Regions from separate parts of the Sus scrofa genome. Here all the other regions are linked to region 1. Evidence: chromatin contacts called from public Hi-C data. All regions are on one chromosome and are shown on one strand. The core of a region is the stretch at or near the end of the contact, and the rest is flanking DNA. Distances in the headings are between cores, read along the strand shown. Region 1 holds the start of MSTO1 (misato 1, mitochondrial distribution and morphology regulator). Region 2 holds the start of MTX1 (metaxin 1). Region 3 holds the start of SCAMP3 (secretory carrier membrane protein 3).

Region 1 (2,892 bases), core at 204-2,703:
ACAAGGAGATAATCACAGTGGGAGAGTTAATATATACTTCAGTGGGAGGAGATATTTTTCAACACATATAATTGACAAAGGCCTTGTTTCCAGGATAAAGTACTTACTCCTACAAATGGATGAAAACAACCCAAAAGAAACATGGGCAAGAGGCCTGAGCATCCACTTCACAGAAGTATCCTGGAGTTCCCGTTGTGGCCTAGCAGTAATGAACCCGACTAGTATCCAAGAAGATTCAGGTTCAATCCCTGGTGTAGGTCAGCATCTGCAGCTCAGATTCCAACCTCAGCCTAGGAACTTCCATATGCCACAGGTGCCGCCTTAAAAAGGAAAAAAAAAAAAAAAAAGATATCTTGATGGCTGATATACAAAAAGGTGTTCTGAATATCACTAATAATCAAGAAAATTAAAACCCATATGATTAGGGCTAAAGTTTCTTTTTTTTTTTTTTTAAACCTCACCGATGCATACAGAAGTTCCTGGCCAGGGTGGGGGCTCAGCGGACTCCTAACCTACTGGGCCACAGCGGGAATTCTCTTTTAAAGGTTAGCAAGGTTATGGAACATCACCTGCAAACTCCCCTATACTGATGGTGAAAATGAAAATTAGAAAATTTAGAAAAGAATTTGGTGTTACTTCCCAAATCCAAACAGCCATCCTTATGACAGAACAATTACACTCCCAGGTATATATATATCCAATAGAAATGTGTGCTCAAGAATGTTAACTATAGCACCTAATAGCCCCAAATTGCAAACAATTCCAAAATCTATTAGCAGAGCAGATCTTTTGCGGTATATTCATACAAAGGACTATTCTGAAGCAATGAAAATGAACTACAAGTGTACAAAAAAACAATATTGAGCAAAAGGCAGACGCAAAAGAATAAGTACTCCGATTCACTTACATTAGATAGACAGACACCGCCAGTACACAGGGTGAGAAGTCAGGAAGGCTATGCCTTTTGGACCGGAAGGCGGGGAGAGTGTGTGAGGCTCTACTGGAAGTTTTCTGGCAAGGTTTTATTTTTCGCCTGAAGCACTATTAGCCAGCAGAATTCTCCTGTGAGAGAAGAGACAAAAGCCGCCAAAAGCCGGAAAGTGTAGGTAAGAGATTCTTCAGGGAACAGCGCCAGGGATCCAACAAGACCTGCAGAGATCACACGCGCGGAGGACTCTCCAGTATGGCGCAACGGACCCGGCGCCTACAATTTCCGGCCTGCGCCGTGGGGCACCGCCCCTCGACGACAAGGGTAAGCAGAACTGGTCCACACTAGGAAGAGGCGGGGCATGATGAGCGGTGTCTTTAAAGCCCAACGAATCATTTAGCCCATGGGAAAAGATGTGCTTTTGGACCAATAGGGAGCCAGGAATAAGGCCCCCGCCCACAAGCCGGCCGAGCCAATCGGCTAGGAGCAGCGAGTGGGCCGGCAGCTGCCCTGCTGCCGTGTGGAGCCGCGCGGCATGGCGGGCGGGGCCCGGGAGGTGCTCACTTTGCAGTTGGGACATTTTGCGGGTTTCGTGGGAGCGCACTGGTGGAATCAGCAGGTGAGGTCTCTGGGAGGCTGTTCAGCTGAGCCTTTCGGGGTTTCTAGCCCATCCTTCTGGCCTGTTCCTCTCGCCATCCCTGAGTCCAGTCTTTCCTCTGTGTCTCCGCAGGATGCTGCGCTGTGCAGGCCGACCGATGCTAAGGAGCCGCCAGGAGAGCTGTGTCCTGATGTCCTGTACCGTACCGGCCGGACGTTACACGGCCAAGAGACCTACACGCCGAGACTCATCCTCATGGATCTGAAGGGTGAGGCTGTGGCCGAGGTCGGGCAGTTCCCAATGTTTCCCTTCACGTGCGGAGTCTCCACCCTTCGTTGACTTCAAGATCCTCGACCCCGACTCTACTAGACTCAAGGACCAGAGATAAGGAGCCATAGGGAGAGATAACCACAGTATGCCAACACCGAGGGGGCGAAAGAACGCAAAACCCTTTTCTGTTCAAGAGCCATCTCTGGGATGGGCTACTATGCCTCTGGACATAGCGGCACTCCCGCAGGATCGCTGGATGTGGTCTTTGCCCAGGTCCCACCGCTAACAACTAAGCTGGGAAGAGAAGGACGGAATCTAGGTTCTCCAAGGCAAAAAAAAAAAAAAAAAAAAAATTTCAACACATGTATATTCAAGAAAGCTTGAAAGAGCCAAGTGCTGGAGTGATGGTGACAGCAGGTTGTCAGGTGACCAGACTAGCTGAAGGATGGGAGGGACTCGGCTTTACCTAACATTGCCTGTTATTTTTGTGCAGGTAGTCTGAGCTCCCTAAAACAAGAAGGTGGACTCTACAGAGACAAACAGCTAGATGCTGCAATAGCATGGTATTTGTGACATTTGTGATATTCTGAGAGGACCTGGAGAACTCAGGGACACTGTCACTTTGACCAATCTTCAATTTCTTTCAGGCAGGGAAAGCTCACCACACACAAAGAGGAACTCTATCCCAAGAACCCTTATCTCCAGGACCTGCTGGGTGCAGAGGTAAGGACCTCTGTCCTCAACGTTTAAACCCAGTGCTACAACCACAGTGCCTCCACTGGGACAGGAAAAAAAAAAAAAAAAAAAAGAATTTTAGTCATCTTAAAATGCCCTAAAATGGTATTTTGGGAAAAAGCCCTTTTTTCTCCTAAAGGACTATGACTATGTGAACAGAAAGGAGGCTTATGTTGTGACCAGCAAAGTGACGGGGGATAAGTCAACTTCTGCCTGAAACTAAATGTAGATTTTCTCATCCCTCCCAGGGAGTGCTGAGTAGTGATGGTATCTGGAGGGTCAAGCCCATTCCCAATGGCAAAGGTGAGACTTCTCAAGACCCTGCAGAATGGGGAAGTGGGAAAAGCAGGACCATGGAGAA
Region 2 (2,892 bases), core at 178-2,677, 360 kb before region 1:
TGAGAATTGGTACTGGCTTACCCTGCAGGTCCTGACTGGCAGATGCGAAAGTGCAAAGGAAGAGAAGAGCCAGGGCCCCCCGAAGTTCCTGCGTCTCCATGCCGCTCAGCCGGCTCACTACCCCTGGCAGGCAGGCGGCTGGGAGGGGAAAAGGCTAGGCGGAGAGCAGGAGAGGGGGGCGGAGGGACTGGAGGGGGGGGCCGGCAGGCGGTGAGGGGGGGCTGAAACAAAGAGCTGCCAATCACCCTGGAGGCATCCTCAGCTCCGGGAACCAGGGGCACTGAGGAAGAGTCCTGGAGGCCTCCTTGCCTCGCGCCTCTCCCTAATGGTGCTCTCCCCCAGGTGCCTCCCTCTCCCCTGCATCTCGCTCTTGGGGGTTGCTACCGAATGCTACTGTCTTCTGGAAGCCACAGTTGGGGAAGGCAGGCAACTTTGGCAGGGGCAGTGCCAGACAGTGAGCATTATTCCACAGCTGGTACGAGAGAATTCCAAGGGAGTGGCTGAAACTAGCTTGCTATAGTGCCCAGGGGATGCCCACATGGCATGACGTTTGCTCCTCCGACAGAGCAAGTGCTCTTTATTAGGGTGATGGTCCCATGCCTTGTCCCTGTGCTTCCACTTTCCTTCATTACTAGGAAAACCTGGGAGTCTAGAAGAGTCTGGTGGAAACTGGAGGGAAAGTCTACAACAGTGGTCAGTGAGGCTGGAGTGAAGAAATAGGGAAAGGGACGCCAAGGACAGGAGGAGACCAGAGGACAGGCCAGGGGCCGGGGGGCAGACTGAGAACACTTGGGGGTACAGGCAGACAGGCCACGACCCGGATGAAACGGAGGGGCGCCTCGGTTCCCGTTGCCAAGGCAACAGTCCCAGAGCCCCACCTCCCCTCCCCCCACCCAGGCCCCAGCCCGGCCTAGCTTCGGCCTCCGCCACCGCCCCTGTTTTGTTTCCATGGCGACAGGAGGCGCGGGGCCGGCTCCAAACATAACGCGCTGTGGAAAACATGCGGCTCGGGGGACCCCCCCCGCAGCCCCCGCTCGGGGCCGAGCCCTGAGGGGGCCCGAAGCAGCCCAGACCTCTTGCAGATCTGTGAGGGCACCCAGAGCCTGCCCAGGAGCCCAAAGCCCCCTTCTGGGCCCGCTGAGCCTTCAGAGGCTCGGGGCTCCCCTCGGCCAAGGCTCCGGGACTCTCTTAGGCGCGCCGGGATGAAAGCCCTTCCCCCCTTCGCGAGCCGCCTGTGGATCGGACCGCTGCCGCCCTCCCCCGAAGCCTTCGGTTCCGCCCCACGCCGTCAGGCCGCCTTCTGGGCTGGGATAAGCAGCGCCTTCCCGAGGGCCTCCCCCCAGCTCCCCACTGTGAACAGTCGTAGGGGCGGGGGGCGGATCCGCGCGGAGGAGGGCTGAAGCGCAGGGGGAGGTGCTTCCGGGACAAAGGGCGGGCAAGATGGCGGCGCCCATGGAGCTGTTCTGCTGGTCAGGGGGCTGGGGGCTGCCGTCCGTGGACCTGGACAGTCTGGCCGTGCTGGTGAGGGGTGGCGCCAGCGCCCTCTGCTGCGCCCTGGAGGACTGGGGAGGGGGCTCGGACTAGCCAATCACCGGATTTTGCCAGGGCGCCTCAGCACGGGCGCATTGGGGGAAACTGAGGCAATCAAAGAGCGTGCCTGGCCAGTATGGACTCACATACCGTGTCCTTTGCCATTAGCAGCCTAGTTTTTGTTTGGCAATGGAACGGGTGCTGGTCAGAGGTTCAGGAGATGAGTTTTAGTTCTCGCATGTCCATTTATTGGCTGTGTGACCTTGGAGCGATCCCTTCTCTCTGGGCGCTGTTTTCTTCATCCGCTTGTTTACTGAGGCTGGACGATCTCAGAGTTCTCCGACTCCGCAGGTCTCTGCCTTCTCAACCTCCCTCCCTCCTCCTCCTCATTCAACAGCACTGACTGAGGTTATTGTTCATTGAACCAAAAAGCCCACAGCCAGGCTCTGTAGATAGAGCTTTGGAGTCAGACTAGTTCACTCATTCATTCACTCTTTCATTTAATAAGCATGTATTAGGCATCTTACAAATACCAAACATTGGCATGCAAAGATAAATAGCATGTGGTCCCTCCCCTGGTGGTGTTTACAGAAAGGTAGACATGTCAGCAAATAAGTGTAATAAAATGTTCTGGTGCTAAGTTATAAGTATGAACAGTCCATAGAGACTCCAAAGAAAGGCATGGTCAGTGCTTCCAAATGAGGTTAAGTGTTCACCGGGAAATGGCAGGAAAGAAGGTAGAGGAAAGGATTTTTCTGGCTGACTTGTAATCATGGACATGTCCATCATCTCTCTGAGCCCTGTGTTACCCACTGTAAAATGGGAACATAGGAGTTCCCGTTTGGCGGAGTGGTTAATGAATCCGACTAGGAACCATGAGGTTGTGGGTTCGATCCCTGGCCTCACTCAGTGGGTTAAGGATCCGGTGTTGCCGTGAGCTGTAGGTTGTCGACACAGCTCGGATCCCGAGTTGCTGTGGCTCTGGTGTAGGCCGGCGGCTACAGCTCCGATTTGACCCCTAGCCTGGGAACCTCCAGATGCCGAGGGAGCAGCCCAAGAAATGGCAGAAAGACAAAAAAAAAAAAAAAAGAACATAATGTCAACTTTTTTTTTTTTTTTTTTGGTAAGGCAATTATGAAGCATAGGGCATAACACAAAAGGTATTCAATAAATGTTATTTCTTTTCTTGATTCCCCTGTGGGGGCCATGTCCCTGGCCTCTCTGCCTTCTGCTTCCTTCCCTGCAGACCTATGCCAGATTTACTGGTGCCCCACTCAAGGTGCACAAGATCACCAACCCCTGGCGGAGCCCTTCAGGTATCCAGTGTCCCTGGGTGGCGGTGGGGGTGGTGAGGAAGGGAAT
Region 3 (2,892 bases), core at 237-2,736, 320 kb before region 1:
TTGTTAGAAAGCTAGTTCTTGCATTTATATCAGAGGACTGTGATGTGAGGGGTGATGAGGGCTACTATGACCTGGAGTCGCATCTAGTTCCTCAGCCAGAACTCAAAGCATTCATCTACTGGACCTACCTCCTTAAAATGGACCTAAGCGATGCAGCTCGGATCCTCTGTTGGCTGTGGCTCTGGCATAGGCTGGCGGCTACAGCTCCGATTAGACCCCTAGCCTGGGAACCTCCATATGCCGTGGGAGCGGCCAAAGAAATGGCAAAAAGACAAAAAAAACAAAACAAAACAAAACAAAAAAACTGCCCTGAGCTGCTGCAGTGACAACACCAGATCCTTAACCTGCTGCAGCTGCAGCACGGGAGAGCTCCAGCTACCTCCTTAACTTCTGAAAACTCTTAGCATTTTCCATTCCCACGAGATAAACAGGTCTAGTCACTTTCGTTTCTTGCTTTCGAATTGTACACCTAAGCATAGATCGTTTTCTCCTCAACTCCAAACAGCCCCATCCCTTTTCATCTCTAAAGAAGCCTCCCTAGACAGAGCCTTGGTTCAGGCACTAAGAGACTCCAGGTTCTTTCTCCCAGGACCGATATTTAGAGCTCAAACCACATGGATCTTTGGTCTTGGTGTCTTTAGAAGGTTCAGACATCCCATGGAAGACTGGCTTCTCAGGGAGCTAAGATCACCCTGCTTCTTCCTTCCTTCGCGTGCAAACAAGTCCACTGTACCCCAACAGAGTGGACTTGTTGGCATACCCTAATCTTCCTGGCCCTCCTGTGCTCTTCAGAATCTCACCTCCCGGGTCTCAAAAGGGTTGTAGACGTCAAGCGTGGCATACTGCGGGCTGGGTCGGTGCTGGATCACAGCTGGGTCCTGTGGGCAGAGATCTGGGGCTCAGCTGGCACCTGGTGCCTCTGGAGGAACTCACAGGAGCCTCTTCTCAATTGCCTGTGGCTGCAAGGACTGCAGCTTGGAGGCCACGTTGTTGTCCCAGTATCTGCTCCCAATCCTTCACCCCACACTGCCAGTACCAGCTCCTTATCGGGGGCAGGGCCCGCCCCCCAGGTGCTCACTGATCGTCACTCCCACGTGGCGGCCCTTGCTCAGATCAAATGTCAAGAATGGGAATACAAGTTAGCCCGACCCTCTAGAACCGAGAAGTCCCCCAGGATGCCCCAAGGAGGCCGGCGCAAGTCACCTGAAAGGGGTTGTCAAGCTCGCCGGGCTCGGCGAAGGGGTTTCCACCATCTCTGCTTTGAGCCATGTTTGCAACCGCGGCCCGGGCCGCCCCCTGCCCTCCACGCCCCTGCCGCGGCAGTGGCGGCGGCCGTGGCTCTCAAGAGCTCCCTCCGCTCCGCTCCTCTCGGTCCGCCCCGCTTCTCTGTGCACGGATTGGCTGTACCGACCGGAAGGGTCACAAGGATCCCCGCAGCAGCCGCGAGTTGCGCCTGCGTCTCGGCTAAAAGCAAAGAAGGAAGTGCCCCACGTGACAACTCTCGTTGCCGGTAGCCAAGTACCGCCCCTACGTCATGTGACGTCCCTCAACTAATGAACTACACCTCCCAGCGGGCCTAGCGTCAGAACCTGAGTCTATCCTAGCCTTGGGAGAGTTGCGACGGGAGACCTACCCGCCGGTGGTGGTGGAGGTGGCGGCGGCCGCCTGCCAGGAGCTCTATTGAGTAAGTTTTAAATCTGGATTTCTGGCTCTATCCTGGGGCCCGGCCTAACAGCTATAGTAATCGGAACTTCTTTCCCAACTCGTCATTCCAGATCAAAGTGCTTCATTAGCCCTTCATTCTAACCAAGAAATCTTACCTTACTCATTACTACTCTCCTGAGACAGACTGGGCAGATAAACTGGCAGCCTATGATTAATGTCGCAGGGTAAGATGGGACTCCCTTTGTTGACAATCCCTCCACCCCAGCATCCCCCCAAACCTCAAACTCCAGGGAGGGGGGTCCGATGAAGCACGTCATTTTATTTCACAAAGACTGTACAAAATTCCTTATAAAACATGGGATTGATGCCACCTGGTTACCTCATTCTGCCCCCATCCAACTCAACTGTGAAGGGGCAGGTGAGGGCGGGAAGAGTGTGAGATGGGACAGCATTATGTACAAGGCAGGGGTTGAAGCAATAGGTATTAAGTTCTTTCATATTTACACTATTTCACATATTCACAGGTACACACGGAGCCAGGAGGAAGGAGTGGGCTCCGGTTCTGTTCTCTTGTATAAAAAAGCACCAGTGTCCTGGACTGGACACCCACTGCTGTCAGAAACGCAGGGGGGCCCAGGGCCTGATCGTCACCGACTGATATCCCGACTGGAGTCCCACAACTTGGCGTTAGGTGGCTCAGCCCGAAGGCGGGCGAAGAAAGGGTGCTGAAGGGCTTCACCCAAGGTCAGCCGCTTAGCAGGTTCATATTCTAGCATGCTTTCAATCAGATCGAAGAGCTGGTGGTGTTCTTCTGCCTCTGAGGTCAGATACCGCTGGTGGTGGAGGGCAGGAAAAAGGTGAGGCACGATGCCTTACAAACCCTGCCTTCTTCTTCAAGGCCCTGGCTTCCAATCCTGGAGGACCAAGGCTCTGCGGACAACCGTTACGAATGCTACCTAACCATGACCACACTGTAACCATTTCTGATGTTCTACCTTCCCACTAGCACCATTATTCCTTCATACTTTTTGAAAGTTCTACTTGTATATCCTTGTCAACTTCAGGAATCTTCTTTAGCTCCTCATTAAAAAGTAAGCTCTTCAAAGGTAGTTTATGCTTTTCTGTCTGACCTAAAGAATCCAGGACATTGCTTTCATCTCTGGTTGGCTCAAACATGGCTGTCTAACCTCATTCCCTCCATAAAACCACTCCCTCATCTCTCTTCTA

What was found. A called contact is a pair of places that touch in the nucleus more often than the background predicts.
Region 2: a contact with region 1 is called in a Hi-C map of liver, with 2.3 times the contacts expected there. The contact joins the promoter of MTX1 here to the promoter of MSTO1 in region 1. A contact is called at or near these places in 1 of 5 promoter capture datasets (fetal skeletal muscle) and 2 of 47 Hi-C or Micro-C datasets (liver and mesenchymal stem cells).
Region 3: a contact with region 1 is called in a Hi-C map of liver, with 2.3 times the contacts expected there. The contact joins the promoter of SCAMP3 here to the promoter of MSTO1 in region 1. A contact is called at or near these places in 2 of 5 promoter capture datasets (fetal skeletal muscle and liver) and 2 of 47 Hi-C or Micro-C datasets (heart right ventricle and liver).

Annotation. Positions count from the first base shown.
Region 1 is chr4:94,251,127-94,254,018 of Sscrofa11.1, reverse strand. MSTO1 (misato 1, mitochondrial distribution and morphology regulator) reads left to right here and starts at 1,453. Exons shown (of 14, transcript NM_001244634.1): 1 at 1,453-1,547; 2 at 1,659-1,794; 3 at 2,290-2,359; 4 at 2,444-2,519; 5 at 2,780-2,834. The coding sequence starts at 1,464. It overlaps LOC100525517 (a long non-coding RNA gene), which reads right to left and starts at 1,313. Exons shown (of 4, transcript XR_303111.3): 1 at 908-1,313.
Region 2 is chr4:94,609,974-94,612,865 of Sscrofa11.1, reverse strand. MTX1 (metaxin 1) reads left to right here and starts at 1,427. Exons shown (of 8, transcript NM_001039750.1): 1 at 1,427-1,521; 2 at 2,777-2,846. The coding sequence starts at 1,441. THBS3 (thrombospondin-3) reads right to left here and starts at 164. Exons shown (of 23, transcript XM_013997018.2): 1 at 22-164. The coding sequence starts at 100.
Region 3 is chr4:94,569,157-94,572,048 of Sscrofa11.1, reverse strand. SCAMP3 (secretory carrier membrane protein 3) reads right to left here and starts at 1,486. Exons shown (of 9, transcript NM_001185169.1): 1 at 1,204-1,486; 2 at 801-878. The coding sequence starts at 1,269. CLK2 (dual specificity protein kinase CLK2) reads right to left here. Exons shown (of 12, transcript XM_021089727.1): 12 at 1,965-2,498. The coding sequence ends at 2,313.